Regions from separate parts of the Sus scrofa genome. Here region 1 is linked to region 2. A link is a contact called in public promoter capture Hi-C data. All regions are on one chromosome and are shown on one strand. Each heading gives the region's core, a stretch centred on a gene start, on an enhancer-like site or on the middle of the called end of the contact. The rest is flanking DNA. Distances are from core to core; before and after follow the strand shown.

What was found. Promoter capture Hi-C pulls out the DNA fragments that hold promoters and counts their contacts.
Region 1: a contact with region 2 is called in a promoter capture Hi-C map of liver, with 10 times the contacts expected there. The contact joins the promoter of NUDT5 here to the promoter of LOC102164731 in region 2. A contact is called at or near these places in 2 of 5 promoter capture datasets (fetal liver and liver) and 1 of 2 datasets of contacts at active chromatin or transcription factors (skeletal muscle).

Annotation. Positions count from the first base shown.
Region 1 is chr10:59,761,519-59,767,753 of Sscrofa11.1, reverse strand. It overlaps NUDT5 (ADP-sugar pyrophosphatase), which reads right to left and starts at 2,310. Exons shown (of 10, transcript XM_003482836.4): 1 at 1,897-2,310. It overlaps CDC123 (cell division cycle 123), which reads left to right and starts at 2,133. Exons shown (of 13, transcript NM_001243823.1): 1 at 2,133-2,500. The coding sequence starts at 2,427.
Region 2 is chr10:57,924,921-57,932,019 of Sscrofa11.1, reverse strand. LOC102164731 (endogenous retrovirus group V member 1 Env polyprotein-like) reads left to right here and starts at 2,904. Exons shown (of 2, transcript XM_005668194.3): 1 at 2,904-3,000. It also overlaps a transcript of CCNY not described here.

The sequences.
Region 1 (6,235 bases), core at 1,061-3,560, 1.8 Mb before region 2:
CGGGAGCATCTGTTTGTAACGTTAATCTATGTGATGCTGGTTAAGGTGTGTAACGAGTTACTTACAACCAACTGTAATATTAAAACGGCAGCCCTTATGAAGTATACAGCCTGACCAAAAGACACCTGCATCAAATCCCTTCCCTGGGGTGCCTCTATTTAAGCGCACACACTTAGCAGCTTCTCTACAAATAACTGCAATTCTGTATTAAAGCGTTGCAGCTGTCTGAACGTCTAAAGGCTGTTAACATACACCCTTCCAGACTGAGACAGGTTCCCAGTTTCTGCTTTCTCCTACAGATCTGTTCACTCCTACCTTCAACAGAAAATACCTTACCCCAATTAACCCCGTCAGTGCTGACATTTCCCTCAGATGCAACTTGTTTATTTCTAGGTCAAATCAAACACACATGAGTGACCACACCAACATGAAGCCTCAATTAGGGCTGGCAGTCCCGCACCATTCTCCCAGCATCCAGGGAATATTGCTTCTTGGTGTCTTCAGAAAACAGAAAAGTTTGTATAATCCTGGATCTCAGAAGTACTTAGGCCCGCTACCGCTGCCCCTCCCCCAACATATATTGCAACATTTCTTGATTTACCTCTGCTTTGAAAAATGTTATGTTTCAAAGCATTGCTCTCAATGAATCCACTTAGCAGCATTTTTTGAGCATAACAAAAAAACATGAAACTGCATATTCTTGGAGGAGTGGGGTAATTTCTAATGCCTAAAGGGCAGGGGATCCTGCAGATATCCGAATGAATACCTTTCTAAGGAGGCCTGAGTACAGTGGGGTTCTCACCTCTTTCTAATTTAAAACGGGTTAGAATGGGCCAGTAAGAACGTGCGTACCCAAAATGTGCGTCTTCCGGCAGGCAAAGGTGCCTGGGAGAAGCCCAAAGCAGCCTAACTCTAAGGAGCAAGACTAGGTTTAAAAGGCGTTTTTCAACATCTAGTCATTTCTCCTCTCTTCATTTACAGAAATAAATGTGACTTTTTTTAGTACCCTACTTTCTCGTCCCCATCGGATACGCCATTATGAAAGGAGTAAGGAAGAACCGACGAGAGTGTGATAAGGGCCGAAAAAGAGGGGGAAACGTATGAAATTAAAAATTCGACTAGAATTCTTTTTCCTTTTTTTTCCCGTCCTTTAGGGCCGCACCCGCGACATACGGAGGGGTTCCCAGGCTAGGGGTCTAATCCGAGCTGTAGCTTCCCGGCCTACACCACAGCCACAGCAACGCGGGATTTGAGCCGCGTCTGCGACCTACACCACAGCTCAAGGCAACTGCCGGATCCCCAACCCACTGCGCGAGGCCAGGGATCGAACCGCAGCCTCATGGTTCCCAGTCGGATTCGTTAACCACTGAGCCACGAGGAAAACTCTTAGAATTTCTTACAATCTTATGAACCCAGCATGCACGAATACGGATACAATCTGGTCGTGTTTCTGCACGCTGCTACTTTTGCGAGGCTAGAATAAATGAACTTAACGCTCAAAAGGAGACACCCCTCTCCCCCTCTGTGCTCCCAATTTTTACCTCCTCCACTACCTCCAAAGTCGAGCTCCCCAGAGCCGTAAAGACGAGATCTTTTTCCTCTCTCTCATAACCTTCCCTCCAGGGCCAAGAGGGCCGTCCCTCCCTTTGCAGATACCCAAACGCTGCAATCAAGCTAACATTTCACCGTGATGTATCCTGTTTTCTGTACTCCGAGTAGCCCAGCTCTCCCAGCCCAGCCCCTGGTTTGTCTCTTAACCTGCTCTCCCTCCGCGCCTTGCGGGACGCGAGCCGGGTCCGCAGCCGGGGAGACGCGCGTGGCTGCAGGCAAGCTCCAGGTGTGCGCCCTCCTTCCCCCCAAAGAGACACTGCGCGTGATGGGCTCGCGCCCAGTTACCTCCTCCCAGGCGTGGGGCGAAGGGATGCGTACTCCTTTAGGAACCGGGAGGAACGCAGAAAGCACGGGTCCGAGGCAGTCGTCACCGAAGATGCTGCGCTACTGGGGAGCCACAACCGCGTCTCGCGGTGCAGAGAGGATGAGCGCTCGTTCCTCGCGGCACCCGTAGCACCCCCGCCGGTGACCTATAGCCTTAGATGATTACCTTCCGGGGCAGTGCGAGGCCGGACGAGAAGTGGAGCCGCCCACTGTTTACAATCTCGGTCTCGGCGCTTCCAGAATTCCTCTTCCGGGGCCAGAACTGTGTGCATGTGTGCGCGCGCGCGCGCGTGTTTATGCGGGCACGAGTGTACACTTAAAGGACGCCCCAAGGTGCTTTCTCTCCGCTTCCTTTTCGCTCCTTCCTCTTTGCCTAATAGACCGGAAGTGTCCCTGGACCAAACCAGCTCGGCGGGCACTTCCGGGACAGGCGACGAGGGTTCCGGGAGGGTTCTGGGAGGAGAGGGAGAGGCGGCGGCGGAGGCTGGAGAATGAAGAAGGAGCATGTGCTGCACTGTCAGTTCTCCGCGTGGTATCCACTGTTCCGAAGCCTTACCATCAAGAGGTGAGACTGGAGGGTTACGTCGAGGCGATGGGCGAAAGGGGACTGCGACGTTTGAGGCGAATCCTAGCTCTACCAAAACCTGCAGGCCTGGATGGGAGCGCCAGTGCCGAGATGTCGATTTCCTAGTGGCTTTTCGGGTCGGGAGGTGAATAAAATCGATCCGTACTTGCCGTGCGTCCAGTTGTGCGCCAGAGAGTGTTCTGGGAAGGTGGAAGGGCACGTCGTGGCTCCGTGAAGGTCAGAGGCGGGCTGAGGAGCGGGTGAAGCTAGTTTAGGCTCAGAAGTTCATTATCGCTGCTTTTAGAATTGCTAGAGCAGGCAGGTGATCTGCGAACTAAGTAGTCTAGGCTTTGCCGCTGACTAGCCCGTCTGCGGTCTTCATAGCTTTTGGGCCCCGTGAAATGAGAACAGTGATACAGACCCAGCCTCCGATTCTATTATGAAGCCCCAAAATGATAGTATATATGGGAAGCTTTAGTAGGGTATACTCTGTATCTTTAGGGATGGGAGCCATCTGGAAGAGGAGTGGAACAGTATTTGTTTTCTCGTTCTTTGGCCCACACAAGGTATCCATGCCCGGTTTGCAGGGCGGAGGATTAACTGTCTCATCCTTCACTCGGTCATTCAAGGTAATGTAGGCAAGGCAGCGGGAGGGTATCCCCAGATGTCCAAAAGCAGCCCTAACATCTGGAGCAGGATGCAAGGGTAGGGTTTCCCACACTTAGACGGATAGATCACAGAACTGCATATCCGTGGGTAGGATTTTCTGTATTTTGCCTACTCTCCTTTTAGGTCTAGCTTGCCACTAATTTAGATTTTACCCGTCCCTTCCTTTTCCTTCTTAGTGCAGAGAGTGTGAATACACAGAGGGAAACTTTTGAGATCCTGAGAATTTGGGAGAGCATAAGAATTGTTTAAAAGATGGTGCTTTTCCATCCTGTTATTTGTACATAGAATCTGCTTCCAGTCATGCAGGGTATGATGGAGGTTAGAGCAGCTCCATGGAGGATAAGCTTTGCATTTGAAGATGATTGGAGCCACACAGGAACAGAAGGAGGAGCTGCCACAGCAGCAGCGGATGCTACTTCCGAACACAGAAGTTACCTTCCTCTGTGATGTGCCAATCCTTCCTTATCTTGCATAATTGAAGTAGGCTTCGGGTTGGAGTGATGCTTGAGTCTTTATTTTGTGTTGGTGTGGCAGAAGGGATATTTGCGAACCTGTCAGACCTTTTCACACTGAGTTCACGCGAAATTGCCGTCTGCTGTGGGTGCAGACACCTTTGGTCGCCCCTGGTGGAGTTTACAGCAGTAAAGTATTATGGTTAAGAATTGGACTCTGGAGTCAGGGCCATCTGTCTGGCTTTGAATTTTGGTTCCACCAGCATCTTGAGCAAATTGCTTAATCTCCTTAAGCCCCATCTGGAAAATTGAGACAATAATAGGATTGACATAGGAGTTAAATGAGATAAAGCATTAAAAATGCTTTTGCCACAGTTGCTGGCATATAGTAAACATACAAAACAGTGCTTATGGTTAATGTTTTGGATTTAATCAAAGCTCCACCGAAGCAAAGTGATTTTAGGTCACTGAAATTGTGTACCATTCACATGAAGCTGGGAGTGAAAGATAAAACAAGGGTGGGGCTTTCCTACCAGCCCACAACTAAGCTGTGTTGCCTAAAAGTGTTCTTGACTCAGCCTTTGAAGTATAACTCTAGTCTGTTTAGTTCTGTGGTGACAGCCCTGGGACCCAACATATGGCAGGATATCGTACCCTTGACCGCGGTCCTTTCGGTGAGGTGGTGTGTGATTTGTCATTGCCACTCGGCTTTAATGCCGAGAGACCCTATTCTGGTTATTGACTCAGCCTTGTTTTTTTGGTGTTTCTCCATCACGGTTCAGAGATGATTCGGCAGATAGGAATACAGAATCATTGAGTTCTGGAACTTGGACTCAGGCTTAAGAGTAAGTAGCTAGATGACTGAGCCATCTCATCTATCTTTCTAAGTGTTTCTTTCCTCAGAAATGATTTGTCCTGAAATCTTTTCCATCTGTCCATGGGGCCTCGTGGATTCTCACCTGCATAGTGGGTTTTAGTGATGGATTGAGGCTCTTTGCTGGCAGCCTCCCTAGCTTCGGGCAAAGCATGCCTGGCTGTGATTTGTTGATGGCCTAAATCTCTCAGGCACGATCTCTTTTCCTTCTCACTTTCGGCAGCATTTGGTACATCTGTACTGGGCTCAGCACTTAAATTGTATGGTGACTTTTTCTTTAGTTTCTTTTCCCGCTCATAGGGGTTGAGTTCTTGATAGAGTCAGCTTGGTATCCTCCAGACTTCTGTCACGTAAAGCATGGTCACGTCATGAGGGCAGCTTTAGAACCATGACTGTGGGACTCAGAAGAGCTGTGCAGAAACTAACTCGGTGTCAGCTCCAACCTGTAAGAGGTGTAGCCCCTCCAAATGGGAAGAATACGCAGAGAATTCAGAATGAAATCAGACGGTAAAAAGATGTTTTGACTCCAGTCGAGGGATGATGCAGCCTGGAGGGAAAGCCCAGACGCAGAGTCGACTTGAGAATTGGTGTAACTCAGAAACAAGGGACACCGGCTCTGAAATCATTGACGTTATGGACATAGCAGATGGCTCTCCCTGCTGTCACTGGGGTCAGGAATGTCACCCTGAATGTGTAGGAACCAGCATTTCTGTCTCAGGGCCCTGAGAAGATAAACTTCACATGCTCTTGGGAAGGTCATCTTTGATTCTCTTGGGATGACGTTGTTGGGTAATAAGTGTCCTTAACCCCAGGAAGAACTAGAATTAAATATAGACGTGATGAAATAATTCAAACCTGAGGTGTTTCTCCCTGTTAGGCTTATTTAATATCGTTAAGAAGTTACCAGTTCGAGGACAATTAGTGTATCTATTAGCCTGGATTAGCCTGGTGTTTCCAATTTAAATTGTATAATTGGTTTAGAATTGTGATGTGTTAAAATATATAAGAAAATTTTTCAGTTTATGCAGCATTGAGATGTTTACAAGAATCTTAGATTCACTATACTCAGGGTTTAATTCACTGGTTTCCTAAGCGTTAAATTCTTGAAAAGGCTTATCTGTGATTAGGAAATTGACACACTTAGAAAGAATGTTGAATATTTTTATAATAGAGTTTAAAAATCTAAAGCAACTTTTAGGTTTCAAAGACTCACTTGAAGTAAGGATACAGTACCATGTGATATCAATTATATGTGAAATCTAAAATATGGCACAAACAAAGCTATCTACAGAATACAAACAGAGGCACAGTCATAAAGAAAGACTTGTGGTTGCCAGGGGGGAGGGGAGAAGGAGTGGGATGGACGGGGAGTTTGGGGTTAGTAGATGTAAATTATTCCATTTAGAAAGGATAAGCAATGAGGCCCTACTGTGTAGCACAGGGGACTATATCCAATCTCTTGTGATAGAACATGATGGAAGATACTATGACAAAAAGTATATATATGTATGTGTAACTGGGTCACTTGGCTGTACAGAAATTGATACAACATTGTAAATCATCTGTACCTAATCATAAAAAAAATTTTTTTAAAGCCTCCCTTGAAATTTGTTAAAACCTAGCAGATTTACAAATAGAATAAGATTTGGGGAGTTCCCGTCGTGGCGCAGTGGTTAACGAATCAGACTAGGAACCATGAGGTTGCGGGTTCGATCCCTGCCCTTGCTCAGTGGGTTAACG
Region 2 (7,099 bases), core at 1,655-4,154:
CATTCTGAGACTCATCCAGCCAGCAAGTCACAACCTGCTGCATGGTAGAATCACCTGGAGAGCCTTATATATACTAACGCCAAGGTCCTCCATTTCTTTTCTTTTTCTTTTTAGGGCCACACTCGAGGCATATGGAAGTTCCCAGGCTAGGGGTCAAACTGGAGCTACAGCAGCCAGCCTACACTACAGCCACAGCAACACAGAATCCAATCCGCATCTGCGACCTACACCACAGCTCACGCAACACGGGATCTTAACCAACTGAGCAAAGCCAGGGATCGAACCTAAAACCATGGTCACTAGTCGGATTCATTTCCGCTGTGCCAGAACGGGAACTCTCCTCCATTTCTCATCTAATTGAAACTGCTGAGAACTGCTGGGTACGTAAATAGGAGATGGAGAGAACGTTGTTTAAAGAGTCAATTCATATTTCTGGGTTTAAACTCGCCTCATCGTACCAGCTGGGTTCAGGTGTGAGAAGACACTACAGCCCAGTTTAGAAAACCTCTTCATCTGCTCAATCATCTTTCAAACTATCCTGAACCTCCAAAACAAAGGGTTGGTGGTCTTCAAATATTTTCTCAAAAACAAATGATGACCAAAACCTAGATTTCTTTCAAGTGAAAGAACACACAACACTATTCTATTTTTTTCTGGCAAAATCCTTCTAAGCCTTATCACCAAATAGCTCTTTGCAATTACTTTCATTTTCTTGTTTCCTTACTGTAACAAGAATGGTATGCAGCCCGGGTCTAAGAAACGTGAGTCTTCCTTCTGTATTATTTTAATCCGTTATTTTAAAGACAAAGCCTCTACCCAATATTAATTAGGGCACAACATAAAAGAGAAATTATTTCCAATGTTTCAACATTTTACGGGACTAGGTAATGATTTTCTATAACAAAGTCATTCCTTCATTCACTCCTTTAAAATACAATACTTACGCGGTCTTTACAATATGTAAGATAATTCTTTCAGGTGCTTGGGGCCAGAGCAATGATCAAGACAGAATGGCCTTAATATTGGTCTAGATGCTTTTAAATGGTTCACAGACAGCTAAAGAGCAGGTTAATACAATGAAAGTCTAAAATAACACCACTAGACTGTCATACTGCACCCTAATTTCCTAAGTGCCCATTATAAACCAGATCTTGTATTAGCCTCTTCTACATATGGTACCCATGTAGTAAAGCTGCTGTGTTCGAAAAAGAGGAAATTAGAAGAAATTAAATAAGACCAAACAAAGAGAAAATTCTTCCCTTGGTAGTTTAAATTTGGCTTTGCAAACTAAAGGGAATGCGCCATCCTAAAAGTAACAAGAATGAATTATGACAGTTGTGCCAATTCATTCACACAAGAAAATTTTCCAGATTACTTCAACCACACCAATTGTGAAAAGACTTCGTGCTTAAAAAAAAGTCAAGCTGTCATAAAAATATATTTCCAATTTTAAAATTTTTAAGTTGAAAATTACATAAATTATAAGACGCATAAACTACCCATCTACAGATATTAAGCCACGTAGCTGATTGACAAAATAGTGCTAATAAAGGCACTGTTAAGACCAATAAAATAAACCACCATTACCACGTGTAGTGATCAGTCCTTTACAAACCCTAGTCCCAACCAAAAGTCATTCAAATCAATCAGAAATTCACAAGACTCTGTAATTCAGCCCCAGGCAAAGAAGAAGCGACTTAATCCAAAACTGTCAGCAAACTGCTGTGATGGTCCCGTAAAGAAATTTTAATAGCATTCAGGTGAAGCTATTTGACTGCAATCCCACACCGCGCCCCGCCCCCGCAAAAAAAAAAATTTTTTTAATTCCTTATTGTTGTTGGTATTTTGGGGGGATTAGCTTTTATGGAAATGGGGTCTGAGGCCAGCAAGTGGGATCAATTTGCGAGTTTCCGGAGAGCTGACCCAGGCACCCAGTTCTCCGGCCGCAGGTAGCGACTGCGATTCCAAACTGGGAACTCATTCCTCGGCCGTGGCCAGGGTCCCCATCCCCTTCGCCTTTCGGAGGACGGGGCGGCTCACCCTTCGGCGCGCAACTTGGCAGGCGGCTGGCTCTGCCGGACAGACGTCCAGAGCCCGGCCTGGACCCCGCCCCGGCCGGCCCTCCGGGGCGAAGACCCCGGCCCGCTCGCGGGGACCGGCCGAGAGCAACGGCCGCCGGGCGGGGCGCGGGGTGTGGGGCGCGCGGTCCGGCGGCGCGGGGCGCCGGAGGAATCCGAGAGACCCCCGCCCTCCCGCCCGCCTTACCGTCGATGTTCTCCCGATCGCTGATGTGCTGCAGGTTGCAGCCCGTGTCCTCGCGGCTCAGGTCGGCGTCGGGCCGGCAGGACTCCAGCCGCGAGTGGGCATTCCTGCGGAGCTTGGGGCTGGACGACACGCAGCACGAGGCGGTGTTCCCCATGGCGGGCGCCCGGGCCCCGGCGCGGCCCCGGGTCAGCAGCGGCGGCGGCGGCGCGGCCTCGCCATGGGCGGCCCGGCTCCCCTCGCCCGGCCCGGCGGCCTGTCCGCGGCGGAGGAGCGCCCGCGCCCGCGCGACTGCGGCCGCCCGGCCCGGCTCACCCCGCCGCCGCCATGGCGGGCGCCGCGCAGCCGCCTCCGCTTCCCGATCGGCCCGGCTCGCCGCCGGCGGCCGCAAGCGGTTCCGGTTCAAGGGGCGCGGCCGCTCGGGACGCGGGGTGGACGCGGGACGCGGAGTGGACGCCGGCGGCGGGAACGCGGGCGGCCGTGGGCGGCGAGGACGCGGCCGACACGGAGGCGCGGCCGGGAGCCCGGGCGTGGGCGGCTGCGGGGACGCTGGGCCCGCCCTACCGACCCCGCCCTCCGCGCCCTCCGCGCCCCGCCCACCCGGCTCGACCGCGCCCCGCCCACCCGGCCCCGCCCCGCCCGCTGCCCTGGAAGCGGATGCGCCGCGGAGGAGCGGGTGGCTTCTCACAGGCGCGGGCAGCGCGGCGGCGTCGCGAGGACCCCGCGCTGGGACAAGAGGTGCGTGCGGCGCTCCAGCCGCGAGGCGGGGGCTGCGGGGCTGCTCCGGGCTGAGGGGCGGGGCTTTTTTCGCTTCTCTTTCGCGCGCCGAGAGGCACTGGGTAGGATAGGCGCTCTACCCCGTCCTGAGCCGCCGGCCGTCCGCCCGGAATGCACCTCGGGCCCGGGAGGCGCCGCGCTCCCCGCGGGTTACTGTCGGGTCCGCCAGGTAGCGCCTGCTCTCCTGTCACCTGCCCACGCCCCGGGCCGTGCGTATGGGGACTTTGAGGGGTAGTCCCCGCCACCTCCTCTGCAACGCTGCACCCTCGCCTGTCCCGGGGGCAGAATAAGGCGGCAGGAACAACCCTTCTCCCCATTCCAAGTGGCAGGGAAGGCGTCCTGAGGGGAGACGCGGGGACAGAATGCTCTGTACGGAGAAACCAGGCGCAACCCATGGTCTATATGAGGAAACTGAGATCCAGAAACTCAAAGTGTTATTTACGGAGGCAGGTACCAACTGGGAAGAAAAGTAAGGGCAAGCATCAGCGCTCGAGCATCAGCGATATGTGTACATCTTGCTAAAGGCCATGTAAACATTATTTTGTCGAAATCTGAACGAGTGTAACCTTTTTTTTTCCATTGCTTTTTTTTTTTTTTTTTTTTAAGGGCCGCACCTGCAGCATATGGATGTTTCCCAGGCTAGGGGTCTAATCGATCTGTAGCTGTACTCCACAGCTTAGGGCGCGCGGGATCCTTAACCCACTGAGGGAGGGATCCGCCCCAGGTCCTCATGGATACTAGTCAGATTCGTTAACCACTGAGCCACAAAGAGAGCTCCTGTAAACCTTTTTTTTAACCTGTGCTCCCTCTCCGTCCCTTAGTAATGTTCATACATTTATTAGTCCATCTTTTAAAAAGCTCCATGCTCTGGACTGTATTATTGCCATTTGTTGGAATGTCCTTGTGAGATCCTGCTGGCCCCCTCCACCTATGTCTGTAGGGTAATGGGGGTTGATGAGCAGCCAAAGATAAGACGATTTACACCCCTGCCTTACTGGCGAGGTCAGGTCTAATCTTTACTCGTTCCTTTTTTGTATATGCTGACATGGCTGTCCCCCTCCTCAGAAGAGATGTGTTAAGTAAACTGAGAGCTAGTATATTTTTAGCACAGAGTGATTCCAAGAAGGCAGAAAATCAGAATAGAAGATGCATCTATTAGTAGTTCCCAGATATTGGTCATGAAAATATCCCCCAAGAAAGTAGGAAACCAGTGGGTCCTGTGGTTTGGGATATATCAGTACCAGGAAAGGCGAAGCCTGTGGCCCCAGTGGAGATAAAAGTTAAAGCCTGGAGGGAAATAGCCTGGAATCCAGAGGCAATAGCCTTTAAAGCCTGAGGCCTTGAGAGGGGGCATCCAAACACTGCTCACCAAATTCCTAAAACACCGGCCCATTTGGCCTGCCAGTCCTTTTATAACGCTCAGATTCTCCCTGACCAAAAGCCTAATGAGCACACCATTTGGTGTGAGACATAGGAACAGTGAGTATGGAAGGCATCTCCATTCACCCAATGGTGCCAACCCCACCCTACTCACCCAGATGCCAGGGGGCACTCAACATTTCTCTGTGTCGGACTTCAAGGGTGCATTTTCCCATACCCCCATTTCCCCCTGCATCGGACGCTCAGTACCTTCTTGCCTTTGAATGGAAGGATCTGGTCACTCTGGAGGCTGCTCAGGTAGACTTGGGCAGTGCTTCCATGGGGCTCTGGGGACGGTCCCCATGTCTTTGGAATTGTGTTAGCAAAAGAACTGAAGGAACTGAGGCTGAAAAATGAAACTTGGTTAACGTATGTTGGTGACCTATTAATAAGTAGTGAGACAAAGCAAGATTCAGATCAGAATGCTGTTAAGGCCCTAAATTTATAAAGTCTTCGCAACAAAGACTCAGATTTCACAGCAGCAGGTTCAGTATTTAGGATTTGTTGAGCCCCGTTGCGTGAGGCCTGGCCATAGATCAGAAAACAGCAATTAGGAGTTCCTGTTGTGGCGCAGCAGAAACGAATCCGACTAGGAACCATGAGGTTGTGAGTTTGATCCCTGGCCTCACTCAGCATTGCCATGAGCTGTGGTGCAGGCCGGCAGCTGTAGCTCTGATTTGACCCCTAGCCTGGGAACCTCCATATACAGCAGGTGTGGCCCTAAAAAGACAAAAAAAGAAAGAAAGAAAACATCAGTTAATACCATCCCCAACCACAAAAAGACAACTTGAGGCTTTCTCAGAATGGCTGGGTTTTGCCATATCTGGCTCCCAAATTATGGCCTTACAATCAAACCCCTAGTTGAAGCTCTAAAGGGAGAAGAAAGGGAGCCCTTCCAATGGAGTAGGGACCAGCAGTGGGCCTTGGAGCCTCTGAAGACTGATTTGAATAGGGCACAGCACTAGGGCTTCCAATTTTTTTTTTTTTTTTTCCACTCCTGCAGCATATGGAGTTCCGGGCCGGAGATCAGATCTGAGCTGCAGCTGTGGCAACACCAGATCCTTAACCCACTGTGCCAGGCCGGGGATCCAACCTGCATCCCAGCGCTTCCAAGACACCGCCAATCCTGTTGTGCCATAGCGGGAACTCCAGGGCTTCCAAATTTAAACAAACCCTTCACCCCCGCCCATGGGAGGTTAATGTGGGCACTGGGAGTCCTGACCCAAAAGATGGAATCAGGAGTTGCTGATGTGGCATGGGGGGTTAAGATCTGCCGTTGCCACAGCTATGGCATGGGTCCCAGTTGCGGCTCAGATTTGATCCCTGGCACTGGAGCTTCCATATGCTGTAGGTGTGGCCAAAAAAATAAAAAGGTGGGACCAAATCAAAGGCCAGTGGCTTACATTTCAAAACAACTGGCCCTGGGGTGGCCCAGCTGCCCACAGGTGGTAGCAGCCATGGCCCTACTGGCCAGTGAGGCTTCTGAGTTTACGTTGAGACAACCCCTAGATGTATTAACGCTTCATCAGGTCCAGACTGTGTGAGAAGCCAAAGGACACCATTGGTTCCTCGGAGGAGGGTTAGCAAAGTTTCAGGCTCTCCTATTGGATACCCTCAATATTAGTTTAAAGGTGAGCCAAGCCTTAAACCCAGCAACTCTTCTCCCAGCTACTGACAGTGGAGATTATTGCATCATTGTACAGAGACAACAGAACAGACTTAGATCCGATCTTCTAGATGAACCCCTTGGCAACCCCGAGGCCAAATGGTTCACTGACAGTAGGCGCTTCATGGAGATGAGAACCGGAATGGCAGGATGCTCTAGTTAGCTGAAAGGAAATCATAGACGCCAAGGCCCGACCACTCGAGACTTCAGCCCAGAAAAATATTTTTACTCATTCTAAATGTGGATTCCATGTGCTACATGCTCCTGCTGCCATTTGGAGAGAGAGAGGAATGTTAACTGCTAGAAATTCTCTCATAAAACATAAAGATTTAATCTTGGCTCTTTTAGAAGCAGTGCAGCTGCTTGTGGCAGTAATTCCCTGTAATAAACTGCCATTAGATGGACAGGTCCTTCATAAGCCAAGGAAATAGCAAAGCTGATCAAGCTGCAAAAGAGACACTTCAATCACAAGAGCCTGACCAAATCATGGCCCTGGTGACTTGCCACCACCCCCCCGCCCTGAACTCCTGGCCTTCCTCGGCATTCCCCATGGGGGCAAGAGAAGGCTGAGTATGGGGCTGTCAGGAAGCATAGGCAGGGATATAAAGGATGACAAGGTTCTTATCTCTGGGGCCCAACAATGGGAGCTCGTTAAGGGTTTCCATGTTGCCACCCACTCATAGGGATGCACTCTGGGACTTGGTACAAAGGACCTTTGCAGAAAAGGGGGCTTAAAGGAACAGTGAAATGAGTGACTCTTGCCAGTGGTGTATGTGTGTCATAATCTGCAACCCCATCCAATCCCGCCTTCATTGTTCAGGCCCGTTGAGCCCTGAGGGACATGCCTGGGGGAAGACTGACCATTAGACTTCACCCAAATGACCAGGGATCGGGATACAAATATCTTCTTGTGTCCATAGATACTTTGCAGGATGGGTCGAAGCCTTCCCCACTCGATCTGAAAAGGCCACCAAA